Linked DNA regions of Mus musculus: regions 1, 2 and 3 are each linked to region 4. A link is a contact called in public HiChIP or PLAC-seq data. All regions are on one chromosome and are shown on one strand. Each heading gives the region's core, a stretch centred on a gene start, on an enhancer-like site or on the middle of the called end of the contact. The rest is flanking DNA. Distances are from core to core; before and after follow the strand shown.

Region 1 (2,700 bases), core at 184-2,683, 450 kb before region 4:
GTGACTGCTGATAACACTGCTCTGATGCTAGGCTTAAGCATACTGCCACTGGAGATATAAGGTCTCACTCAAGTCTAGTACTGGCTGAGGCCCAACCAGACAAGAGAGAAAAGCAGCAATCCCTGAGGGCAGAGGGACTTCTGATGGCTGGGGTAGAAGTTCAGGTTCATCAATCCCCTGCCCAGCAGTATATAGCTAGACAGCCAGATTTTGTTATTAGCCACTGAACCCTTCAGTGTGAAGATCCCAGGTCGAGCCTAAAGCCAGATCCTAACCCAGTGTAGTATGAAAGAGGTATAGACTAAGATTATTCATAACCTGATCAAAGAGAGTATGATCCATTACCAATCTAGGGTTCCTCCAGGCAGTATTCCCAAGAGACTACACTGAATGAGTTACTTACTCTAAGTGAAAGTTTAGGAGACCCCAGCTAAATACTGGACCTGAAAATACAGCCAATGACATGCTACTCACCCTACTGGCCACCAGTAAGAATCACTGAAGACCTTGTGAAGTTCTCCCAAGGGGCTACAGAAGACAAAATTCAGTGTGTGTCTCCTGGGACCACTGTGTGAAACCCTACCTCACAATATGGTGACTATATTCACACACAACTCATCCTATTGACCACATCTGTGTTTCTACCTGTCTCAGATGGAAGGTGGAGAAAAGCCGCCCAACAACAGTCAAGTGTGAGAGCCTCTGGTGACAGCAGCCAGAGGCTATCTCAGTCCTGTCCTGATAGAGCCGAGCACAAAAGAATCAGACTCGCTGGGACAACAAAGTTGTTACTGGATTTGTTCCTTATGCAGAAATCATGCGTCTTTCACCTGCGCACCAAATATTAACATCAGGCTCAGCTACATGTTCGAATTATCGACTTACCTAGTTCCTGGGTCCTCAAGACCAATGACTGATCAATCAACCAGAGAAAGGGTGATGAAATCTGGCAGTGCTTGCTACCTCCTTCATCTATAACATGAACGTGTTTTGTTTGTATTTATCAAACAAACAAGTAGCTGCTTCATATAAATCAGAATCAAATGAAAAATAAAAACTGAAAATGGCAATGGGCTGCCCCCTAACATACAAGAAATTCCTGCTTTACTCACAGCAATGTCCCTGAACCTAGGAAGGGGCTAACCTGCCCTCTCCTGTATCTAAGTGTCAGCACGAGGCTCTTTCCTTTTTAAGCTTCTCTTGTAAGAAAGATGTCAATTGTTTGTAATACATTTAGAAATTTAATTTTTAAAAAATGACAATTTGGGTTTTGAAAAAAACCACAAACTTTGTAGCCTCCCTCTGCCCTGAAGCAGGCTGATCCAGACTTTGACCTTGGCTGCCACTGAGAAGGAGATTCCCTAGGGTGGAGCCTTCTGACCTAGATGGCTCTATTGTTCTGTCACCCGCCACTGCTCTCACCAAGGCACTGCTACCTGCTGAGAGGCCCCTGAGACATTCTGGAGGAACTGCTATCCTGCACATCCCCTGCAGGCTGGCTCCAGACACCAAGAAAGGACTGGCGGGGGATGGGCCTTCCCCCTTATAAGCACACTCTCTTAGTAAACTGGAGAACCTTCAACAGACTAGCATGTCTTGGTTCCATTATTTCTCGACCCACCTAGGTTCCCTCTTCTCTTTCAGCTCCAGGTTTGCCTCCAAGGCTCAAACCCAGACATGAGAGCCGCAGGCCGGCCCCAACAAAACTTAAATACTGCCAGGGCTCTCGGTGCTGTCTAGCTCAGCTGGCATGTTACTACTGATACTCCAAGAGATGCCTTGAGCCTCTCCTCCATGATGTCCACAGCTAGAAATACCCTCCGACTCCTTCAAGCTTCACTGGATGCTGACAAGCACGATCTCCTGATTACATCTCAGCCACTGAACTCAAGTCCACAGTGGCCTCGTGCCTTAGAACTCCCAGCACAACCTCAAACACTGAAACACATGCTCAGCACACGTACATACAAAGACACAGTAATGTAACCTTGGCTGCATCGCAGAACTACAACAACAAAATCCTGACAGGCCTTAGTAGAGAAATAGACAAAATAAAATGATCTAACTGTACTCTACATTAAATTCTAAGAATACCAGAATGGGTAGTTCAAACCTCACCTTAACAAGTACAACTACAGTTCTCTTGAAAAATGCACATGTGTAAAATAACAGGCCATTTATTTTCAAAATGAATCTGTCATTGACAAACATGATGCATTAACTATCTCTGGATGGAGCCCGGTAACTTTAATCTGACCACTCAGGAGGTGGAGTTAGCTAGATCCCTGCAAAAGTAAGGCCAGTCTGACTACACACTGAGTTCCCCAACAGCCAAGGACACACAGTTATGACCCTATCCACAAAAAAAGAAAACAGACACCTTAGTGCTAACATGCCAGGTTATCCTCTGGCCATGTATATACATACATACATGCCACGTGTGCGCGCGTGCACGCGCACACACACACACACACCAGTTAAAACAAAGAAAGTACTAGAAAGCAGGCATGGTAGCGTGTTTTTTAAATCCCAGCACTTGGAAAGAAGGCACAGAATGACCAGGAGCCAGCGATTTTCTAGGCTAGCCAGGTTATAGCCCTGTCTCAAAACACAAACACTTCTTTGCTCTGAGCTGTGTCTCAACATGCTGCTGCCTAAGTACTATACAGAGCTTCAATTGGTGTAGTTTCCACAAATTCC
Region 2 (2,700 bases), core at 197-2,696, 280 kb before region 4:
TGGAGGCCTGAAGTCTAGATACAGTATCATGAGCTGAGCATGGTGGCACACGCCTTTAATCCCAGCACCTGGGATGTAGAGGCAGGCAGATTTCTGAGTTCGAGGCCAGCCTGGTCTACATAGTGAATCCCAGGACAGCCAGGGCTACAGAGAGAGATCCTGTCACAAACAAACAAACAAAACAAAACAAAACAAAACAGAACAGAAAGACTGTTTGCCTTCTTTGATCACTCTCTGCTGCCAAGCCCTTTGAACGGTGTCAGGGATAGAGCTGACTTGGGTGGTAAGGGACTGAACTAAAGATAAACAGACACCGGGAGATGCATTGGGTACGCTTGGCTCTCTGATGGAGAACCTGCAGCATTGAGCAGCTTGGCATGTTGGTATAAAGTTAAATAGGGAAGTGGGGTTATCACATACAGCCGAACAGGAGGCAGGGTTTACCAGTCCTGGCAGAAGCTGTCTCTGTAGGAGAATAGTCTCCAGGTTATACATATCTGGCACAGGAAGTCTAGGATGGACATTTTCTGCACACCTTGTCAATATCCACACACTGACAACAAGAAGGCTTTGCCTTTCCTGTGGCCTCACGTGGGAGGAGCATTGCTTTGTGATTTTTCTCATGGTTCTGAGGCATTGGAGTCTTTGAAATGGCGGTGGCAGTGCCCATGTCAGAGGAACACGTTTACTTGGGACGCCATTCAGTCAGGCCTTCCTCTCCTTCCCGCACTTCAAACCTAGCACTCATCGACTCCACACGGCTGGCTGGTTAGTGAGCTCCAGGCTTCTTCCTGTCTCTGCCTTCCCAGTGCTGAGATTAAAAACCATGCTCTTCAAAACAACAACAACAACAACAACACATCAGTTTTGCATGGGTTCCAGTGATCTGAACTCAGGTCCTCATGATTGCTAGGAACTTGACCAACTGCCAACTGGACCATCCTTCCAACCCAAAGGAAGAATTTTATAAACTGTAGGTAGATATGTGTCTTCTTAAATCCCCTAAAATCACCCCCCCCCCCCTACACTAGTGCTGTTGTAAATGACCTCATTGCAGAAGTTTCCGTGGGTGAGATTTGAATCATGAATTATCACCATATTTGATCCCAGCTCCACACTCTACTTAACAATGCTGAGCACAGATGTTTAGTAAGTGAGGATGAGATGTAGTATTAGATCCGTGGAATCTACTCTCAAAACCTGAGGAACAATGGAAGAGAAGAGGTAGCTAGGACACAATTTGAAATCAACCCTGATTATGTTTGTCTGGATATCTATGGCAGGCACGCATGCTCTGGGACTGGCAGACAGGCATGCTCTAGGACTGAGCCATTTCTCTAGCTTTCTGTTTCTTCTGGTGACTTTCATTCAGCCGTCTGAGACCAGCCAGAGTGCCTCACCTTGCTGTCTTGCTGTATGTCCCCGGGCTCCTGTGCTGCCTCTCCCTACCTTAGAATGCCTGTGTTGTTTTCTTCCCTTAATTCTTCAAATCAGTTTAAGGGCCACACCCTGAAGTCCCTGGAAGATTCCAGTCTCCTCCAAAGCTTCGACCTCCTGTTCTCTCTGGAAGCCTGTGACTAAATAAGCCCCCATCCACACCCAGCCCAGTGAAGGGGAAGTACGTTTTTTTTAAAATCAGGAATCTCAAGATAATTATCTAACTTTAGGATCTGTAACAATCCCTGACACAAACGATGCTTGATAAGTTTTGCAAATGGTTTGTGAACTCTGATAAGTCAAATTTCTGTGATGCCACCACATTCAAGCTGCAATTGTAAACATTTTCCTACACCCCCCCCACACACACCCCCACCCACACACACACACCCTGTTAGAGGTAATCAAACAGTTTTACAAAACCTTACATTATTTACACCCAATTTGGCTAAGATTTTCTGAAAGTTAACCTCCACTAGTGCAGCTACACCAGGAAAAGCCTGGGCCTTAAGATTGGTCTCAGTAAAGAAGAGAGAACAAGGTGGCCTTGAGGGACAGGGTTTTTTGGAAGATGAAATGGGTAATTTGAAGAAGGAGCTTAACTTTTGCTTGCCTCTGACTCTAACAATTTAAAAAGAGAAAGTGCTTATTTTGGCTATTTTTAGAGACTTTGTAGTTGTCTGGCTGCATTGGTTAGTGTTTGACAAGACAAGGACACAATGGAAGAAGGCTGCCCATCTTGTGAAAGACAGGAGAGAAAGACTTAGGAGAGAGAGAGAGAGAGAGAGAGAGAGAGAGAGAGAGAGAGAGAGAGAGAAACTATGTGGCATTGAGTGAACACACAAGCTGGGATAAGCCGTGGTCCCCCAGGATCCATCCCCCGTGACCTCTTCCCTCCAACCAGGCCTTATGTCCTAACAGCCCATTTTGTCATACATCCGTTCTTCTAAACCCTGACAGCTTTTGGGTGCCAGAAAGCTAACTACCTGTTAGACTGTCTTGCAGATAGGGTTGTATTGTTCGGAAAACCTCCCACTAGAAGTTAATGTGGAAGTAAGATATGCAGGGTTGTTTGGGTGGACATGGAACAGTTATGCAGCACAAGGCAAACTGTGGCTTCTGGATTGGGGAGGCATCTCTGACTCAGTGTTTCCACACTTTCTCAGGCAGGCTGGCAGCCAGGAAGGCATGCAGGCAGGCAGGCAGGGAAACCCAGCTTGGGGCAAGCTGAGTGGCCAGCCCACCACTGTAACCTAAAGCAGT
Region 3 (2,700 bases), core at 162-2,661, 480 kb before region 4:
CCAAAACTAAACAAGAGAGAAAGTATCCAAATCAACAAAATTAGAGAAGAGAAGGGGGACATAACAACAGCCACCTAGGAAATGTCAAATCATTTGGTCATACTTTAAAAACTTGTACTCCATAAAATTGGAAAATCTAAAAGAAACAGATAATTTTCTTATTAGATACTACATATTAAAATTAAATCAAGATTAGTTAACAGCTTAAATAGACTTATAACCCCTAAGGATATAGACGCAGTTTTTAAAAGTCCCCCAAACAATCAAAGCTCAGGGCCAGATGGTTTTATCACAGAATTCTACCAAACTTTCAAAGACACACTATGGCCAATACACTTCAAATTATTCCACAACATACAAACATAAAGAATACTTCCAAATTTATTAAGAGGCAAAAGTTATCCTGATAACCAAACCAACCAAAAATTCAAGAAAAAGAAATTTTCCTTATGAGCATAGATGGTAAAATCCTCAATAAAATACTACTCGTACACTGAATACAAGAACAGTTCAAAAACATCATCATCCACAATGATCAAGTAGGCTTCATCCCAGAGATGCATGAATGATTCAACATAGAAAAATTTCTCACTCTAATCCACCATATAAACAAACTGAAAGAAAAGGAAAGACCACATGATCATCTTATTAGATATTGAAAGGTCTTTGACAAAATCTAATAACCCTTCATGATAAAAATTTTAGAGAGACTGGGGATAAAACGGGCATACCTAAATATAAGAAAGGCAATTTACAGTAAGCCAAGCCAAACATTAAGGCTCCAATCTCATACAAACATCAGAGAACAGAAAAGGTCAGATAGGTCCTGATGTAAGATCAATGGGGGATTTCAATGCTTCAAATTCATCTTAGATAGGAGAATCCAGACTGAAAACCAGCAAAGAAAACCAGGAGCTAAACTATAGCATAGTGTGTGCAACCACTACCTACAGCAGAGAGACTCCAACAGAAACAAAAACAGTCTCAACAGCCAAGGAAAACTTAATATAGAGCACATTGCAGACCACAAACCAACTATTACCAAAAGCAAAAGGATCAAATTAACCGCTCTTATCCATCATATCAACATGCAATAAAATTAGAAACTAATTACTAGAAAACTAAAGAAGCTACAGGAATACATGGAGACAGAACAAAACACCCTAAGATGACCACTGAGAACCTCAGTAAAGAAAAGAGCCTCTAGATTATGGACATGAAAGCTAATAAAAGCTAGGTCATGTGAGACAGCTAAGGCAGTTCTAAGAGGACAGTTTTTAGTGAGTGCTTACTTGGGGAGGGGTGTAACCTCCCCCCAGCCAGAAGCAGGCTGAGCCAGACCTGGACCCTGCTGCCACAAAGGAGATTACCAGGGTGGAGCCTTCCTCCCTAGATCACTCTATTGTTCAGCCACTGCTGCTGTTCTCCTTCAAGATTCTGCTACTTGCTGGTAGGCTACACCCTATCCTGCACCTGGGTCGCCTGCAGCTGGGCTCCAAGGATGAATTGGCAGGAATGGGCCTCCTCCCCCTCCCTCCCACTTTATAAGCGCATTTGCCATTAAACATTTGAGCTTTGATCAGGAACCTTGACTTAGCTCCATTTTTCTCTCTTCTGCCTAGTTTCCCTCTTTCAGCTCCGGCCTGCCACTCAGGTGTACCTTGTCCATGTGAGCCGAAATGGAGGGGGATCAAAAATCAACTAACAATGCACTCCAAAGTCCTGGAAAAACAGTAAGAGTAATCCAAAACAAAAACAGAACGGCAGGTGGTAGACGGTGTTAAAAGATTGCACTGGCTGGTTTTGGATGCCTCCAAGAGATCCAACTGTAAGGCATTTTCTCAATTAGTGATCAAGGGAGAAAGGTCCCTTGTGGGTGGGACCATCCCTGGGCTGGTAGTCTTGGGCTCTATAAGAAAGCAAGCAGAGCAAGCCAGGAGAAGCAAGCCAGTAAGTAACATCCCTCCATGGCCTCTGCATCAGCTCCTGCTTCCTGACCTGCTTGAGTTCCAGTCCTGACTTCCTTTGGTGATGGAAGGAAGTGTAAGCAACATGGAAGTGTAAGCTAAATGAACCCTTTCCTCCCCAACTTGCTCCTAGGTCATGATGTTTATGCAGGTATAGAAACCCTGACTAAGAGAAAGATTAAGGCAGAAATCTGTGAAACTAAGTAAGGCTATAAACAACCATACATCCAATCAGTCAAACTGCACTAATTCTTTAAGAGGGGGAAAAAACAAAACAAACAAACAAAACAAACAAACAAAACAAACAAACAAACAAAAACCAAACCACAAATAGCAACAAACTGGCCAGAAGAAAAAAGAAAAAAGAAATATATCTAGTAGTAAAGGGGTGAGGGGTAGGGTTAGTACAGCTTTCAATTTAATAAGCCAATCATTTAGAAATTCTGTAAACATTTATACTCTTAAAAAAAAAAACTACATGGAATGGGTACGTTTCTAACCCGTGTAGTACCTAGGAGAATTAAAATGATATAAGCAACTTAGTATCAGTGCTATTGAAACAAGTAACTGGAAAGCTTCGCAACAAAACAAGTTCTCATTCAGATAGATGTCTGGGCAAATCCCACCCAACTTGTAACTCTGATATACTTTTCCAGGAGAAAAGGGATGGTCAAGTTCAGGATAGACTCTCTCTTGTCAGAGTTCTCCCTTCCTAGCATGTAGGCTCCTCCAA
Region 4 (2,700 bases), core at 93-2,592:
AAAAAAGAAATAAAAAAGAAGGGGCATGACTGTTGCTAGGTATGGTGGAGAAGAAGGTTTATTGTAGATAAAAGGAAGAACATAGCCAGAGGCTGGGACACCTGGGAGAGTCCAGGTCACCTGGGAGAGTCCAGAATGAACCTAACCTTGAGCAGGAACATGTAAGGAGGGGAAGGCAGAGAGGAGAGAGCAGAGAGGGAAAATCCAGGAAAGAAAAGGATAGACTTTCAGAATTAGGAATCAAAGTAACTGGGTTATACAGGGAAGGGCAACTGCGGGAAGTAGCCCAGTAGCTCAGGGTGGAGGTGTGATATGTCAGTCATATTCTAAACAGGTAGGAATTGATGGTTGCTGGGAGTTCCTGACAACCAGGTCCTCTTTGATATGTTAAATAGGCACCTTGGTTACCCATTTGTCCTGCATCTGAGAGCTAACTTTGCTGCTGGGTGAAATACTTTCCCACTATCATTCTGCACAATGATTCCTGTAGATATAGTTGCCTTTGACTCCTCCGATGTTCTTCTTTGGAGTCCAACATCTGACATTTACAAAAAAGTGATGTTATTCCTAATATACACATATGGAACATGAGCCTCATGAAATGATCCCAAAGTGCTCAACTAAAAACAATGGGGAGGAGGAAAAGTACAGGGACAGAAATAGCAGCAAAGTTCTGGAAGCAACAGGATTTACACCAATACACCCATACTTTTACTCTCTAGTTGAAATAGTGATGGATTTTAACATCTGAACTCTACTTTGGGGTGGTTCAGAGTTGGGGCCAACTGACTCTTTGCTCTATCCATGTGGGCACCTGGAGCCTGAAAGTTTGTCATTTTGAAGACTCTGACTGCACGTCCCCTTTGATCCCTCAGGGCCTAGCAGGAACTGACTAGAAACTGTTGGACTTGGTTGGTTTGTTACAAGTCCTTAACATTAAACAAGGTAATGAACAAGACAGAGGCCAAATGGGGAATAGATCAGTCACCTAGCAGGAAAGATAAAATGAATAATACTGAATATTAGGATTGGATAGGCTTCTATAACAATTTTCAGGTCTCAGAACAAGAAATTTGGCAGATACATGTGAATAGTAGCTGAAGCTGAGTTTATTAAGAAAAAATACTCTTTCAAGGAAGGCAGCAGGCCATAGCAGTGGGGAAGATTAGGAGCTCAAAGGCCCTGTACACAAACGATTGAAACTTTTGTAGGTCATTTGCATAGCATAGACTTTCTCAAGCATTTGCATAAAGAGGGATTTGGTAAGCTTTTGGGCAGACTCTGTTACACAGTAGTCTTGGCATGCTTGATGGTTCCGTTCTTCCTTTCTGGCAACTGGTTTCTTTCATATGCTAATTTACAGGCCTTGCATAAGGCCTTTTGGACCTCACTCTCCACCCTATTCTCCTGCCTCAACAGGACAGGAGTGGCTGGGCAGGAAATGGAGAGATTTTACTCCCAGTGGCTTGTCCCAACACATTCACATTCATATACACTGGGAGGGGTGAGAGTCATCAAAGATGATGCTATTCCCAGGACTTGAAGTTAGCAAGCTTTGCAATGAAGACACTGAATGATCAGAGGTCTACCAACCTGAAGAAGACCCTGGAGTCTAAGGGAAAGACGGGGGGGTGGGGGGGTGGGGGGGTGGGGGGGTGGTAGTGATTGTTTGGGTTAGATGTACCTTTTACAAGCCATGCAGTTCTTCGGCAGAGAAACTGACCTGTCTTGGGCTTTCTTGTAGCAAGCTATGCAAGGGATTCTTGGGACAAGGGACCTTTAGGGTGACTCTATGGACAAAAAGAAGCTGGAGTCATGGGAACCCAGATTCTGAAACAAACTCTGTCCTGACTTAGCTTTGTTGTTTTGACCAAGTGTTTTCTAGCTGGCGGTTAGTGAAGAGTTGAAGGCTGTACACTCTGGAGCCAGAACACCCCAGGCTTTGAAATCTTGGCTCTGATGTATGTTTGCCTGCTGATATTAGTCTTTTGCCAAGATTTCTGTGAGATGATACAGAGCTGTTACCTGGAACAAAGTTGATGCTCAGTAAACAATGCCTCCTTTATCTTCTTTGTGTGCTGAATAAGTAGGAATGCTTGCAGGCCTTACTGACATGGGTGTGCATTACCGCAGAGAAACTGTACTCAGGAGGATGAAAAGACCATGGGGAAAGAAAAACCACAGATATCAGAACTGTGAAAGGTCAATGTATAAGTTAGGCACCTGGTCAGACTTATGGAGTGAGGTATGGGTCAGGAAGGCTAACGACCACTTGAGACTCCAACAGTTCACAGTTTGAATTTATCTCATCAGTTCTAATCAACTTTGAAGTGTGTGTGTGTTTAATATTAAAAAAAAACACTAGTTTACTTAGAACCTGATCAAGTGCAGAAAAATGGTTCCAGAAGTTTGTTTTATACTTTTAGAACTCCATGTTCCTTTGGTCCAGGCACAACTGACTTGTTTTTCATTGTATGCCTGTGGCAGAGAGTCTTTTCACCTCCAGAGAAACCAGACAGAGGAAGTGTGCATGCAAAGTGTATGTGCTGCCTTTAGACTTGGAAAGACTGTCTAAGGATTGCTTACTTGTGACTCACATTATATAATTTTAATAGTGAATGTTATTCAAAATGTAAAGCAATGTTATTTGATCTTTCAACTCTCCCATTTCTTCTGCTAACACTATTTTACGTTGCTTGT

What was found. HiChIP or PLAC-seq counts read pairs in DNA pulled down with a chosen protein or histone mark.
Region 1: a contact with region 4 is called in an H3K27ac HiChIP or PLAC-seq map of embryonic stem cells, with 3 times the contacts expected there. The contact joins two enhancer-like sites. A contact is called at or near these places in 2 of 115 datasets of contacts at active chromatin or transcription factors (both in embryonic stem cells) and 2 of 9 other capture datasets (adipose tissue and embryonic stem cells).
Region 2: a contact with region 4 is called in an H3K27ac HiChIP or PLAC-seq map of embryonic stem cells, with 2.5 times the contacts expected there. The contact joins two enhancer-like sites. A contact is called at or near these places in 5 of 115 datasets of contacts at active chromatin or transcription factors (CD8 T cells, acute myeloid leukemia, embryonic stem cells and 2 more).
Region 3: a contact with region 4 is called in an H3K27ac HiChIP or PLAC-seq map of embryonic stem cells, with 2.4 times the contacts expected there. The contact joins two enhancer-like sites. A contact is called at or near these places in 1 of 484 Hi-C or Micro-C datasets (Th1 cells) and 3 of 115 datasets of contacts at active chromatin or transcription factors (embryonic stem cells and pancreatic cancer cells).

Annotation. Positions count from the first base shown.
Region 1 is chr3:22,120,689-22,123,388 of GRCm38.p6, reverse strand. All of the region lies in intron 1 of Tbl1xr1 (transducin (beta)-like 1X-linked receptor 1), which reads right to left. Among named protein-coding and RNA genes, the nearest start is that of Tbl1xr1, 45 kb to the right of the region's middle. Within about 2 kb of position 1,433, at least 22 of the 459 cell types and tissues checked have an H3K27ac peak or open chromatin away from gene starts, as enhancers often do. A contact at or near this core is called in embryonic stem cells, where this site is marked.
Region 2 is chr3:21,949,532-21,952,231 of GRCm38.p6, reverse strand. The region is part of intron 1 of Gm31813 (a long non-coding RNA gene); the gene reads left to right. Among named protein-coding and RNA genes, the nearest start is that of Gm31813, 13 kb to the left of the region's middle. Within about 2 kb of position 1,446, at least 83 of the 459 cell types and tissues checked have an H3K27ac peak or open chromatin away from gene starts, as enhancers often do. A contact at or near this core is called in embryonic stem cells, where this site is marked.
Region 3 is chr3:22,155,307-22,158,006 of GRCm38.p6, reverse strand. The region is part of intron 2 of Tbl1xr1 (transducin (beta)-like 1X-linked receptor 1); the gene reads right to left. Among named protein-coding and RNA genes, the nearest start is that of Tbl1xr1, 80 kb to the right of the region's middle. Within about 2 kb of position 1,411, at least 26 of the 459 cell types and tissues checked have an H3K27ac peak or open chromatin away from gene starts, as enhancers often do. A contact at or near this core is called in embryonic stem cells, where this site is marked.
Region 4 is chr3:21,671,318-21,674,017 of GRCm38.p6, reverse strand. No RefSeq gene overlaps it. Among named protein-coding and RNA genes, the nearest start is that of Gm31693, 30 kb to the left of the region's middle. Within about 2 kb of position 1,342, at least 52 of the 459 cell types and tissues checked have an H3K27ac peak or open chromatin away from gene starts, as enhancers often do. A contact at or near this core is called in embryonic stem cells, where this site is marked.